Regions from separate parts of the Mus musculus genome. Here region 2 is linked to region 1. The links are chromatin contacts, called in public Hi-C maps. All regions are on one chromosome and are shown on one strand. The core of a region is the stretch at or near the end of the contact, and the rest is flanking DNA. Distances in the headings are between cores, read along the strand shown. Region 1 overlaps Etv6 (ets variant 6). Region 2 overlaps Lrp6 (low density lipoprotein receptor-related protein 6).

The links. A called contact is a pair of places that touch in the nucleus more often than the background predicts.
Region 2: a Hi-C map of liver shows a contact between it and region 1, with 4 times the contacts expected there. The contact joins two enhancer-like sites. A contact is called at or near these places in 1 of 484 Hi-C or Micro-C datasets (liver) and 1 of 115 datasets of contacts at active chromatin or transcription factors (pancreatic cancer cells).

Annotation. Positions count from the first base shown.
Region 1 is chr6:134,159,727-134,163,167 of GRCm38.p6, forward strand. The region is part of intron 2 of Etv6 (ets variant 6); the gene reads left to right. Among named protein-coding and RNA genes, the nearest start is that of Gm52920, 25 kb to the right of the region's middle. Within about 2 kb of position 1,380, at least 13 of the 459 cell types and tissues checked have an H3K27ac peak or open chromatin away from gene starts, as enhancers often do. A contact at or near this core is called in liver, where this site is marked.
Region 2 is chr6:134,514,868-134,518,609 of GRCm38.p6, forward strand. All of the region lies in intron 3 of Lrp6 (low density lipoprotein receptor-related protein 6), which reads right to left. Among named protein-coding and RNA genes, the nearest start is that of Lrp6, 50 kb to the right of the region's middle. Within about 2 kb of position 2,409, at least 27 of the 459 cell types and tissues checked have an H3K27ac peak or open chromatin away from gene starts, as enhancers often do. A contact at or near this core is called in liver, where this site is marked.

The DNA of each region.
Region 1 (3,441 bases), core at 130-2,629:
TTACCTGCTTTCTGACCCTTGAAGAACTTGGGGAAAATTAACAAGTAGTAAATTGTTAACAGTGTCAGAGTGAGGGTGGTGTTACTTTAAACAGCCCCCAGGAATTCTCAGTTTTACAAACATGGACCCAGGGATCCCGGAAGGTAGACTCAGACCTCCCTCCTTGCCTCCGAGTGTCTCAGAGTCAGAGCTCTGTGTTTGTAAAGAGGATCTCTGCACATTTGGACATAGTTAGATGTCATCACTATGTGGTCGTGTCTGTAAATCCCTGTTCACAGATGGGTCATGGCCCGGAGGAAGCCTTGTGTCAGAAAGCAACTTGTAGAGTTTTCTGTAGTTAAAGCTATGATCTGAGCCTTTCACTTATAACAAATGACTGGGAAAAGAGAAAGGTTTGGATCTGAGAACCGGAGAGATGACTCAGAAGTTAACAGTGCATGTTGCTCTTACAGGGAAATGAAGTTTGGTTCCCAGCACCCATGCTGATTGGCTCAAAACTACCCATAATTCTACCTCCAGGAAATCCAGTCTTTGGTCTCTGTGGGCATCTGCACTCAAGTGCACACACCCTTCCACAATGCTCAGAACTAAAAGTAATAAAAATTGGTTTTAAGAAAGAGATGAGATATAGAGAGACATTCTTAAGAATGTGACCTAAGGAAGGGACCTGAGTGGTGACACCAGATCTGACATCAGAAGCCAGTAGATAAAGTACTTGGATGCAGCCTCTTTCACACAGGTTGTACGCCTGGAAAGTTGACTGTAGAAGAAAGCTTGGCCATTCTGAGCAAATGCCCCCGGCCTCACAGTGTAGTCGGTACCTTGTTGAATGGTGGGGTTAGTCTGTGAAACAAATGTAGACATGGCTGGCTTTACCATTCACAAAAATAACTTTACGTACATTTGTGATTCCTTCTTCCGCAATATTCATTGAATACCCCATATGCCAGGTAGCTGCTGCACACTTGATTCCATTATGAGTAAGAACAGACACTTTTCCGTATGAATTCATGGTTTTCAATTTAGGGGAGATCTTGTCCACCACATCAGATGTGTAGATGCTGTCACTGTCCTAGCTGTCCCTTGCTCAGGTCACTCCTCCTGAGACCACATTTTTAACATCACCCTAGTGTGCGAGCTGCTCATGGGCCAGCGAAATCACATAAATTGCACCAACGATCACATCCAAGCAGTGGTTTCTGCACAGTCAATGAAGCAGGTTTCTGCCCTGAACATTGTACTCTTACCGATGGCACGCACGTCAATACTTTATCGATTGCCTCATTGTGCCAACCTGTTCTGTTTTATGCAGTCCTTCAGGTCTGTCCAGGCTGCTGTTATCTGTCTTGAACTGACATCCCTAAAGACCAATCAGGAGACCCGTTCAGTGTCTTTTCTGCCGTGTCCGCTGCAGCACCAGGCACTGGGTGCTCACAGTGTTTGCAGCTGTCGAAAGAGCTGGTTATCAGCAGTGCTGAGTCTGCAAACCGTGTCACAGTTGATGACGTTTTCATAGCGCACCTGAGAGTTCACAGGAGAGGAGGGAGGAGCTTCGGAGGCAGCCCATGGAAGTTACGAGGTGATGGAAATTGATTTCCTAGGTTAAAACAAGTCCCCAGTGCAGTGACCACAGTAAGCATGCCAGGAAAAAGTCGTCACCGCGACGGTAACACCCAATATGAGTACCAGATTTTCTGCCCTAATGAAACTGAGTAACTCAGCAAAGAATAAGGAACAGTGGATGACATGAAGGAAGCAGGTTGTTGGAATAGTAAAGTCCTGAACTGGCAGAGTTTGGGGTTTCTTGTTTGTTCCTTTAACGTCGATTGCCAAGAGAGGTGGAGCTGAAGGAAGACGGAGATGGGCGTTTGTCTTTATATCTCGCCGCTCACTCGGACAATAGGAGAAGCCATGGAGGTGAGAAAAGCAGCACTGACTGAGCTCAGTTGTTTAACCACGGATGGGCTAAGGAGCCTGACTTAGTTGATAGCGTGCCTGCTGAGCAGTGCACAAAGCCCTGCTCCCATCGCTGGGACCACATAAATCAGACGTGGGGGTCACACGCCTGTCATCCCAGCCGTGTAGAGCTAGACTCCGGAGAATCCCAAGTCCACGTAACTCGGCTGTGGAGCAAGTCTGAGGCCAGCTTTGGCTACATGAGACTCTGTCTAAACACAAAACAGATATGAGTACACGCGAACGCAAGGAGTGGTGCCGTTGTGGGACCATCATGGCAGCATGAGATCATGGTAGCTTGAGTAAAGACCTTTAGATCGTGTTACCTGTTGGCTCAGTCTTGCTCCAGCAATTGCCACTAGGAAGCAACTTGAGGAGCTGACAGATATCATTGCATGCACAGGTGACACACAGCAGAGGACAATAACACAGGATTGGTGAAGCTCGGTATTATTAAAAATCATGTTCTTAAAACCCTTGTCTAACATCACCGAATATATAGGTTACAGATGTCACCTTAGAATAATCCAGTTTTTCCCTTTTTAAACATAACTTTCTAAAACATGTATTATAAGGTGTATTTGTGTGTGTGTGTGTACACATACCATGATGTGGTGGCCAAAGGACAATTCACAGAAGTGAGTTCAGGGACTCTGGATTGTCCGGATTGGTGACAGATGCCTGTAACCACTGAACCATCTCACCCACCAGGACGCCCTCTTCCCCCAACCTTTTTTTTTTTTTTTAATCCATAAAAATGAGTGAAGGCACTACAGGGGCCTAGTTGTTATCTCTAGGTGAGAGGGCTGAGTGTGGTATTTTTCTCACTCGAACACATGGTTTTTATTAGGCCTGAGTAGTGGTCTGTTGCGATCCCTGTCTGTACATAGTAGGGTGTTCTTGATTGAGTCTGTCAGAATGCGATCTGTGATTCCCTCCTCATCCTTCATGCCTCTCAATGTTTAGAACGGAGGCCCTGTCCTGAGGAGTCCTGCTCCTTCTGTCCTCTGTGCACAGGCTTGTTCTGACCTCTCACCTCAGGAGCCCTTTGTATTTCTTTGCACCTGTCACAAGTCACATGTTTCCTTGTCTTCCTCTGCTCTTCCCAGTGCTGAGGCCTCCCCCTTCTCCACAAACAAGATAACTACAGCAGAATCCTACCTCACTCTACAGGCCTCAGCTTAGAGCCCTGACTGCCGCCATGCTTCAGGGAAGACTCACCCTCAGGAGCCTCCCATGCCCTTGTCGTCCCAGTCTGCTCTTACCATGAGCCGCATGTTCTCTGAGGGCTGAGACTGGGCCAGAGCCAGGGTGGTCACCACAGCACCCCATCCCAAATGCCACACAGGGCTCTGCCCATTTCGCATGGTTCTGAAGTAGTTTCAGGTGGGTGAAGGCAGCCAGGGCGTCCCTTCTCCAGGCCAGCTGTGTCAAATGCAGGTTGAACATTCCTAACCTGAAAATCTGAAGTGTCTCAAAAATCTG
Region 2 (3,742 bases), core at 1,159-3,658, 360 kb after region 1:
AACAAAACCTTTTCTAAAAATGAGAAAAAAGCTTTTAAACTCCTTTGTACCTTTCTAAATACAAAGTTAAGATTCATTCTAATAAACAGGAAAACAAACTCTGTGTAAAAGCCATAAGTAAAAGCACACTAAAAACAGAACAGACTAGAAGTGGCTCAGAGGCTAAAGTAATTTTTGCTCTTGTTGAGGACAGGGATTAGGTTTCCAGAATCCACAAAGTGGTTTACAACTATTTGCAACTCCAGGTACAGAGAGCCAATGCTGTCTTCTGTGGGCACCAGGTATGCACATGGTGAAGAGACACGTGCAGGAATAATACTTACATATGAAGTAAAATAAATAAATCTACTTTAAAAATTATAAAGAGATAAAAACATAACAAATTATATTAACCTTTCAAAATTCAAAATCTCTGAAAGAAATGAAGAACAAAGAGAACAACAGATAGGGCAATACAAAACCTCTATGGTTTTCCTTTCTTCTAACCCTGATTTAAAAACGGGTCGTTAGACTGAACAAACCCAGAGTTGTGTAGGAATAATGTTATGGTGCACTGTGTAAAGGTTCAAATGCTTGAGTTCTGTCTCGCCTGCATTATTACAATCCTTATTCAGAAAATCTCCTGTCTCAATCTTGTGTAAACACCAGTTCCCAAGTGTTCCCTGATGTTCAATACAGAGAGCTTAACAGCCAATGACTGAGCAGGGAATAGAATAGGGCTGGACTTCCTGCCAGCCGGGGGAGGAGATGGAGGAAGAGGAAATAGGGGATTAACCATGGGGAGAGAGTCCAGGAGAGACTTCCGAGCAAACACCTAGAGCAGAGAAAGCCATAGTGGACCTTGGCTTGGGGCGGAGTTGGGGGGGGGGGGGAGCAGCCAGATTAGTTTAGAGGATTAAAATAGAGCAATACTACTCAGGTGTGCCTTTAAAGCATGTTAAATAAATAATAGTCCAGTCTCAATTTTTTGGGAGCTAGCTGGGTAAGAAGAACACTGTAACACACATATTATAAAGCCCCAACAGTTAAATTCAGGCTGTCCATAAGAAACATACTTTAGACACAAAGACTGCAAAAGGTTAAAAGTAAAAATCACAGCAAACACAGACTGACTGCAGACAGCACACTGAGTAGGAAAAATAAAGCACTGGAGATAGACATTGTGTGGGAAAGATCAAATGACAAGAACACACAGCTACAATCCTGTGCACAGAAACAACCTGAGCGCTGAAACTATGGGAAGTGGTGCCTAGCACTCCGTTCTCTAGAAAACCATGTGCCGTACATACTAACTCACCATCTATAAAACACTCCAGAGAGACAGTGCTCTCAGTACGCTCGGCATATTTGGAAGGCTGGGCCTTGTGCATGTCTGCCTTTTGTTTTCTTCAAGTCCTGAGAACTGAGTTCGGGGCCTTGCATACAGGAAGCACGAGCTCCCCACCACTCGTGCTCCCCACCACTCATGCTCCCCACCACTCATGCTCCCCACCACTCGTGCTCCCCACCACTCGTGCTCCCCACCACTCATGCTCCCCACCACTCTGCTCTACCCCAACTCCACGCATTGCTCATCAAAACGCTGAACTCTTAGGTGACTGGCTCAGAAACATGATGCTTGCTACCACTCCTAAAGACCTGTATTCAATCTCCAGCACTAAAATACATCATACACACTAATGCGTGTCTTGCCCAGTGACAGGCTTATACTACCAGTCCTCCAGGGAAAGAGGACTGTGAGCCAGCTGCAACTATGTGGTGAGACCTGCCTTACCAGTCAATAAATACTAAAGTTATAAAAAGTGCTACACAAAGTTATACTGCAGAAACTAAAAACGGGGACTGGAAAGATGGCTCGTCAGTTAGGAGGACTTACTGCTCCTACAAAGACCTGGTTGGCTTTCTAGAAGCCCACATTGGCTGACAACAATCCAGGTCCAGGGGAACAGATGCCCTCTTCTGACTTCCATAGGAAACAAGTACACACAAGGTACACACACATTCAGAAAAAACACTCACTCATAAAATAAATAAATCTTTACAAAAGAAAGAAAAATGGATAAAGAGCCAAGAAATTAAATTTCTTTTTCAATCTTTCATTGTCTAACTTCTTCCTCATATTCTTCTAAATAAGCAATACGTCACAATACACAATGTCTCGTATCTATAATTATAGCACTCTAGGGGCTAAGGCAGAAACATTACTCCAAATCTGAAGCCTGCGTAGTGAGAACCAGCTCAAAATATGAAAAACAAAACAAAACAAAAAAGCAACCGTTCAAAGAGATCACAAGATAAGTAAAATATTGAGCTAAAACAAAACACAAACACAATGCATAGAAAAGTGTGAGTAGCCACCACAGCGGTTAAGTGAGGGAAATGCCTCTATTAGGAGACAAACGGCAAGTCCATCTCCTTGCAACCTGCCAGGCTAGGGCAGAAATAAGCATGGGAAGTCAATAAAAACGTCATGGGGGAAAAAAAAAATCAATGAAACAGAGAAGAAAGATCAATAACAAAACAGTTGATTCTTTTAAACCATTAACAAAACTGCAAGTTATTAGCTTTGCAAAGGCAAAGGCAAAAAAAAAAAAAAAAAAAAAAAAAGACAGAAAATGTGAAACTAACTGAAAGAACTCCATGACCTTATGTAAGGGGAGCATCATTTCCACACTTCCAGAAATCAGAACACGTAAGGAGCACCATAAACAACTCTGTGCCAACAAATTATTCAACGTATAGGAAATGAAACCCTTCCTAGAAAGAAACCAATTACTAAAATAGATTCCTGGAAGAGGACAGCAGAGCTGCGCACACAAGCCTGTCATTTAAAGGATCCCTAAGAAGAAACAGGCAGGCTCAGACAGCACCACAGACTAAATCTACCAGACACATTTATAACAAACAACAAACTAGGAAAGGAGCACACTCTGTGAGGACATAAAAGGAAAGGAGGCATTTCTCATTCTTAGAGGCTGGTTCTAAGTTAGTAACAAAATCACAAAGACCTCAGAAAAAACTATTTATTAATATCCTTCATGGATAAGGTCATAAAAATCCTCAACAGAACAATATCTAAAAAGAATTATTAACTACCATTAAGTAGAATTTATCCTAAAAATATAAGCTAGGTTCAACAATTTAAAAAAACCAACTAATGCAATTAACAATGTTTATTTAAAAAGTTATTTCTATAGATGTAAAATAAACAGGCAGGATTCATAATCATCCATGACTTAAAATGAAGTCAATAAACCAGGAATAAAAGAAAACTTCTTTAACCTGGTGAAAGTACTTTAAAATCTACGGTTAACACTCTGCTGTGCTAATCTGGCAATAAACACCCCAGAACAGCAGCAGGAGAGAGATGTCTTCTCGTCTGCATTGTATATATCACAGGATCTAGGCCCTGAGATCAATGAGAAGACCCGAAGACCCCCCAGACAACGAGGGAAGCACTGCTGCACCATTCACTCACACATGCCATGACCTGGACACAGAACACACTCATGGCTTTTGCCAATCTTCCCAAACCAAGTAAACCCAACAGGACCTAAGATAAATGATTCAAACCAAAAGTAATTTATATGTCTGCATATAAGCAATGAAAAATAAATGTTTTAATTTTGTTACTAAAAGTAATGGCTAGGAATAAAAGTATCTGCCTCACATGCGTAAGGCCCTTGGTTCAATCTCCAGCACCATAATAATATATAAAACAGAGAGGGGCTGTCAATCTAAC